2 separate regions of the Mus musculus genome follow, and region 2 is linked to region 1. The links are chromatin contacts, called in public promoter capture Hi-C maps. All regions are on one chromosome and are shown on one strand. The core of a region is the stretch at or near the end of the contact, and the rest is flanking DNA. Distances in the headings are between cores, read along the strand shown.

Region 1 (3,685 bases), core at 897-3,396:
GGGAGAGTCCACACACGCTGATGTCAAATGATCTTTTACTTAGAACAGGCAAGGGCAGGCCACTTTTCGATGAGCTATGGCATTCCTGCAATTTACTGAAAAAGATTGTGCCTTTCCATCTCTCTTCAGTGAAGCTTCAGGTAGACTGCCGCTAACTCCAGAAGTGTTCAGATCTCACTGTTATCACCTCACGCTGAACACAAAGCAATCCAGCAAAGGAAAGAAACAGCATTATAGACATGTGCAAATGATGGCCACATTGGAACAGCCACGGTGGTCAAAAGCTGATCTACACTGAGCCAATACAGACAGTGGCACCGGACACTGCACCTGCTGCCAGAGTCACTCACTGCAGTGACATGGTCAGCAGCACACAGCCCGTGGCTTAAACACAATACCATCGTAAGACTCATCACCCGTGCAGCCCCTCACTGGAATTATTCTATTCCGCTAGCACACTGATCATCACCTCTAACTCCAGAGCTTTTGTTTTACTTGGCTTGTTTACATTATTCATACGAACAACCCTACACACTACACAAGTAAAGCAATGAAGCGAAGACAGATTATATGAAAGTTCAAGGGTCATGGCAAGTATCCCTTCATTTTCTTCTCCAATTCTAAATTTAAGGGCTATTTATCGCTAATTTACTCTTTCTAGTCTCACTCTGTTCCCACGGTTTCGCTGTGAACACCGTGTATTACATACAGCTCTGCCTCATGCCTGTCAGCAAGTGCACTGCCTTTCATGGGCAAGACAGGCCGAAGCCTGTGACTGGAGAAGGGCACTCAAGGCAGAGAGGGGATCAAGCGGGTGCAAGGCATTACCTAGTTCACTGTCCAGCTCCTCGGTGTGTACCCCTTCTTCTCCAAAGGAAGAGCAGGAATGAGACAGAAAAGAGAAAGACAAATTCAGACACCAGCACCAAGAGAGAAACTCCATTAGAAAAACAGCAGGAAAAAAAAAAAAAAAAAAAAAAAAAAAAAAAAAACATCATTACAGCGACCTTACCTGAATTGTGGTTAGTTTCACTGGCTTTGGCTAGTAAACTTCTGACCTCAGTGTAAATCACAAAATGGTAAGAGCTGATATTGGCAAAATAATTAGACGGCTCATTTCCTTGCATGTCAAAATGTTATTTGATTGGTTGTAAATGATGACAAATACCTCTGAGGTTTCTATGTTCTTAAGTGGGAAGTCACTTATTACAGACCTTATTTGCAGCAGACAAAGCCGTGAGACCTTTCGATATAGGTCCTTTTAATCCTTCAATAATCCTCTCATCACAGAAGCAATTACACTCGCAATTAGAGCATTACTTAACTTAAAAGTAATGCGGCTTGGAAAAGGGAAAGTGAGGTCAAATTGAAAAGGGAGATTGTATAATGTCCCCAGTGCCTTTCAAGAGGGGGAGAAAGATCAACTATGCCACGGTGATACATATCAAGGAAATGATGCTTGAAGGCTGCGCTGAAGGGGCATCATGGCAGGCAGAGCTCACCGATTTGAGTTTGTTTGTTGATTTGTACATAAGCTTTCTAAGCCAACGGTTCAGACATAGTTGAGTGTAAATTGTGCTCAATTATTTCAGCTAGCAAAACAAGTCACCTCTGACCTCCTCTGGCTGTCAATAAAATAAGTTGGTTATTACTGAGATGAGAACATGGCACAGCACACAACATTCATTTTGTTGTTAAAGGCTCCCGAGCTACAGAGAGCAGGTGGCTGTCGCCTACCCTGGAAGGAAGCTACATGACCCCAGAGGCAAGGGGGTTCAAACCTCTTTCCAGTGTATATGCCAGTGTTCAGGGTACACTGTGGACTGTCTTAGATACTAACCATTAATCAGCTAATCCTGGTAGCTAGTTTGACCTCAGGATTCTGTCTCTGCCTCCTGGTAGAGTCTACAGACAGGCTGCCATGCCCAGCTGGCATGAGCAATCAGTTTTGAATAGCATTCTTTTTGTTGTTATTATTGTTTAAATGATCAGATTTAAATAAAATAAGGTCTGTAATAAGTGACTTCCCACTTAAGAACAAGGAAACCTCAAAGATATTACAAAATGCAAAACTGCCTATTTAGTATTACCTAATGAGGTGCACGGGAAGGCTTGCTCACCCCACCCCCACCCCAGTGAGTATGTGCCAGCCACTGTGTTAGGCAACTGTTAAAACTGGCACAAATACAATGACTCTTTTGGAAGAAAAGACATGTACAAAACTAAACAAAATTCAGTGAAATTAAGACCATGCCTAAGTCTCCAGAGTACGCTACACACTAGAGTGACGTGAATGTATGTATCTGAAGCCAAGGTCATGGAAATGGTATCTGAGCTACAATGTGAAAGATGCATGGGTGTCAATGAAAACCACTCAATTCAAGCTCTGTGAGAGTCGGATGCTTTGCTGTCGCATTCACTGACATGTCTGCAGGGTCTCCAACGGATGGATGTCTCACATAGAAGATATTCAGCAACTGTGAGCAATGTGACCACATTCTAAGGAGGAAGCCCTGAGCATCCAACTGTTAGGCAGCAACTCAGCGAGGTCTAGAGGGAGTGCAAAGCAAAAGGCAGGGCAGGGCAGAGCAGAGCGAGGGTGGCTGGACAGGCAGACCAGAACAGGCAGTTACTAAGCAACCAGAGAGGCCCCAGCAGTGCAGAGAAGACACCCTCACACTGACATAGAAAACAAAACAAAACAACCCCCAAAGCAACCAACTGCTGAGAGCAGCAGAAGGAAGGGATCTGGGTAGGAGACTTGTGTAACCCAGCTAGGAGCTCTACAGGTGGGGAAGAAAAGATGGAGTGGATTTCAGACATATTAAGGAAGCATGTGAACTGAGCTGACTCGTGCATTAGAAATGGAGGTGAAGAAAGGTGATGGATCAATTGGATTCCTGAATGTGTACCCATTTACTTCCAACCAACACGAGGAGCATTGAGTATAGGGTCAATAGTTCAGTTCTAATTATCCTGAGTCAGAAATCTCTTTGAGACAGCCCGCTGGAGCAAAAACACAGGCAACTAAAAATATTGACCTGATACTACAAGGAAGGTCAAGACTTCTAATGGTGCTAGACAAATATTGATGACCAAAGGAGTAATTATATTTATGAATAAAATTCCATGGGCAGGTGGAGCAGAGTATAAGACTTTTAACTGTATAGTACTTTGCAGGCACAGTATGTGTGAGAAGTAGAATTTCTTGATCCAGATCATGACAGCAAACAGTGAGGCAAGGCAGCTCTGTGCTTACAGCAAAACCACAAACTGACAGCTGCCATTATGTGACTATGTGTTTATGCTGTCTATGCACTCATATATCATTCTAAATGAATGAAATATGTGATTCTAATATTGATGAGATAATTACTGAATGACCTGCACTGGATATGCATGTATACTTGTGTCAAGGAAAATGCTGTTAGTGAAAAAAAAAATTTCTGTAGCCCTTCTTAATGCACCCGTTCCACAGCAGTTTTCTCAATGAAAGGCCTTCTATCATCTATTATCATACATTTCCCATGTACTTATGGTAGACATGGACTTTGAAGATCCAATGTAATAAAAATGGTTAAACTGCCTTCAAACTCATCTCTTGTCAAAGATATTAAACCTGTTCCATGAAGTTGTACTAAAGTACAGTTCACAGAAACCTTGTAGTGTTCTCATCTTTGAAAAC
Region 2 (3,637 bases), core at 702-3,201, 510 kb after region 1:
GCTCAGACCAAACTGCGAGGGAGTACTCTCCCACGGCCATCCTTACCCTACAGAAAGCCATCCTTATCCTACAGACTTCTAGGGGAGGATTTGCTTCCCCACCCCCACCCCAAAACTCAGGTCCCGAAAGTCGTCCCCTCAAGCCCTCCTCCTCCTTGCTCAAGGTTTAACAAAAAAAGACCCATACACTTTTGGTAGTTGTGTGACCTTGGGCAAGTCATTTACCTAAGGTCAGACCCGGCTTACTTATTGTAATATAGGACTTACAAAAACCGAGTCGTTCTTATAGCATTGATGTGAATCAGAATGAGATAATGCAATTAAACCACTTTACAGACAGCCTCTCACATAACACGCTAACAATGAATTGTAACTCTCAACAACCATCATCAATAAGGACGACGGTGCAAGAGGAGGAGGTGGCTGGGTAAACTTGGACTAGATTCGCGCCAAGCGCTAATCACCCCTTCCCCCACCGTAGGTCTCCACAAGGAGGAGACACAGACGTCACCCCGCTGTGGGGTGATTGCGGGCTCTGCAGGAGGCTGGATTAAGGACTCCAGTGGGTTATAACCCAGCCCCACCTGGAGGGGTTGCAGGATGAAGGCAAATTCTGTGATGGAAGAATTCCAATCAACCATAAATAGACCCTCTCCTTCCACGACCCACTCTCCAGTTCAGGGAAACAGGCAGTGGCAAGCCACCAGCTCCGTGAGCTCATCCATCCCGTAAGGGGCTGGGGGAAGCGTCCACCTTAGCCTCCCTCAGTTCCCCATCTGCCTTAAGGTGAAGGCGAGGCTGCGCAGCACTAGGTGGCTACGACCTAGAAGTTGGCAAACCAGACCTGGGAAGCATCTCCCCGCTTCCCGGCGCAACCCCGGCCCCAGCCCGCCACGCAGGTGGGCGCACAGCCCACAACCTCACAACTTTGAGTGCATCTGGTCCGGGCCTCAACTTTGGCTCACAGCACTCGGAGCAAACGGCGCCCCCTCAGGCCTCCCCTCTTTTTCGGGGTGCGCCCCCCAAAGGCACGCCCCGTCTTACCTTGTCTGACGGCTTTGAAGGTGACGGCCTCCTTGCAGCTGTCGATGACTCCCAGCACGTCATAGCGGGGCAAGCCGGACACCCGGACCCCCTGCACCTCCAGCAGCAGCTCACCTTCGGCCAGCTTCGGCCCCTCGCCACCGCCGGGAAGCCCCGCCGCCTCGGCCGCCGCCACCGCCCCCACGTACGGAAACTCCCCATGCTCCGCGCCCCCCAGGACCGTCACCCCCAGCTCGCCCTGGGGTCCCCGCTTCACGGTGCACTCGTGAACGCGGCCAGTCCAGTGGTTCTTCTTCTGGATCACTTTCGACATGATGAGTTACAGCCCCTCCTCGAAAACAAAATTCAAATTAAAGAAAAAAAGAAAAAGAAAAGAAAACTGCTAAAACGAGAGACAGGTGCCCCCACAGCACGAGCCCCCGGAGCGGCGGGCTCACGGGAGAAGCATCTCTCGGAGCGCGGGAGCGAGCTACTCGAGCCTCCTCGCCCGACTCTCTCGCGCTCTCAAGCCATCATAAAACAAACTTTCCGGGCTCCGTGAAGAGCCCTGCACGGGCGCCCGCGAGCTTTGTTTGCATTCCGGTGCCTCCGGGTCCGCGTTCCGGCGCCGACCGCGCTCCCGGGACCAGAGTCCACTCCGGCGCCGCCCGGGCCCGCTCTCCGCTCCGCGGCTCTCTCCACACACGCCGCGCCTGCTCCGCGCCGGCCGGCCGCTCCTCAGCGCGAGGGAAGCCCTTTCCAAGCTAGTTGCCGGGAGCCCTGGAGACGCGACGGCGCGGGGCGGGGGTGAGGGGACGCGAGGGAAGTGGCCGCGGCCCCTTTAAGCAGATACAAAGGCTCGGCTTGTTTTGTTACAGTTCATTCTACTCCGCGCGGCGGAGCGCAGCGGCCGGCTGGAGAGGAGACGCGCGCGCATGCGCCCGGCGGCCGCCCGCGGGCAGGCCCGCCCCACCCCTCCTCCTGGAAGGGAGAGATTCCAACGCGCCTCCCGCGGGGTCCTAGGGCCGACCCTTCATTGACGCCAACTTGCTCCTCTCCCTGCACCCCTAGAATTCCTCCTCTTGCAGTGTGGTCGGCTCAGCCAGAGCCTTTTGGGGGAACACGTGTGCTTGCCCGACTCCAGCTCTCGAACTTTTGGAACACAGAGAATTTGGCTTTGGTGTTTGCAAATCGTTTCAAACAGGTGGGGGCTGGGAGACCAATTCAGCGCGGGGCTCACACTCTTGCTGCCTACCCGGGTCCCTCCTCGTCCTCCGCTAGTGCCTGGCCACGCCATCGCTCACGCGCCTTCCGCCACATTTCCGCGCCTGCTCCCCGCCCAGGGGTTCAAGTCCACATGCGGAGCCTGGCTCTTGTCTCTGTGACCCTGAGGACCCGAATCAACAAGACCCACACACCCTCTGCATCCCTGTCCGCGCCCACCAAACGCACCTACACATACGCTCCCATCGTTAAACTTTGGGGCCAACTTTTTAGGACAAGGAAAAAACTGCCAGCGAGCGAGAAAAGCCAAAGCTAGCGTGGCCTTTTTACCTAAGACTTCTCGCTGGCCTCTCATTGTCCTTCCAGCAAAGGGGGCGGCGGTGGCCAGCCCCCTTTGGCTTCTAGGAGAGCCGAGAAACCTAAGCACTGCTTTGGGGAGTAAAGATCACCGCAGGGTGCGGGTCCTGCACAAGCGTGGGCGAGCCGGCCACCTCGGAATTCGCCGCCCAGAGGCGGGGTCCAGTAATCGGGGCACTGGTGAGGCCGGGACAGAAAGAACAGCCCCCACCGCCAAGAAGCCAGTGCAGTGGTGGCCCTAGCGGTTTTGTTTATTTTTCAGTGGTTTCCAATGAGTTCCTCTTTGGTCACGGACTTGAGAATCTACTAGATAAAAGGAGCTGAGTTGGAGCCACTCAGAGAGATGAGGATGTCACTGAGGTGGGTCGAGAGGATAGGTCTGAAGTTCAGATTCCGCAGGCATCTTAAGTACAACATTAAGTGAAGACCTTCCACTTGCCAAGGCTGGAGGAATACAATCACTCCCACCCCCACCCCCACCCCCTCCTCCACCCCCACCCCCACCCCACCCCACCTCACACACAGAGTTGTTAGAAATAATACATAGGCACTGGAAACTTGCAAAGTAAATAATTTATGGTGGCATATAAAATTTCACAGTCTGATAACTGGGGGGGGGGGGGGTGTCAGAGTCCTTAGTGGTTGGGGTTGTAATCCCCTCTCTAGAACATAAGCATACATTTAAGCTCTTCAAGCCCTGTTTCTAGAGAGCTATTCTAAGTTAATAAGAATGAGGGCCTGGCGTTTTACATCTGTAATCCTGGTACTTGTGAGGCTGAGGCATGGGGACCAAGAATTCAAGGCAAAGTCTAGGAGAGGATGGCCTGGGCTCCCTAAGACTGGCTACACACAAAAAACCGTCTTGCTCCTGATTATTTGAAAAGGTGAAAGGAATTTCATGTCTCTGGTGTTTTGTTGTTGTTTTTTTTTTTTTTGGTTTTGTTTTTGGGGGATTGGTTGGTTGTGTTTTCCCCCAAGTGGTGATAGTGGTGTTGGGGGAGGGGGGCTGCTTTTTGGTTTTGTTGGTTTTGGT

What was found. Promoter capture Hi-C pulls out the DNA fragments that hold promoters and counts their contacts.
Region 2: a promoter capture Hi-C map of liver shows a contact between it and region 1, with 2.2 times the contacts expected there. The contact joins the promoter of Magi1 here to the enhancer-like site in region 1. A contact is called at or near these places in 4 of 39 promoter capture datasets (the 3T3-L1 cell line, cranial neural crest and liver) and 1 of 484 Hi-C or Micro-C datasets (uterus).

Annotation. Positions count from the first base shown.
Region 1 is chr6:93,768,680-93,772,364 of GRCm38.p6, forward strand. It overlaps Magi1 (membrane associated guanylate kinase, WW and PDZ domain containing 1), which reads right to left. Exons shown (of 24, transcript NM_001029850.4): 7 at 829-864. Among named protein-coding and RNA genes, the nearest start is that of Gm23035, 23 kb to the right of the region's middle. Within about 2 kb of position 2,147, at least 55 of the 459 cell types and tissues checked have an H3K27ac peak or open chromatin away from gene starts, as enhancers often do. A contact at or near this core is called in liver, where this site is marked.
Region 2 is chr6:94,281,966-94,285,602 of GRCm38.p6, forward strand. Magi1 (membrane associated guanylate kinase, WW and PDZ domain containing 1) reads right to left here and starts at 1,952. Exons shown (of 24, transcript NM_001029850.4): 1 at 1,045-1,952. The coding sequence starts at 1,357. Gm31661 (a long non-coding RNA gene) reads left to right here and starts at 1,956. Exons shown (of 5, transcript XR_377886.4): 1 at 1,956-2,964.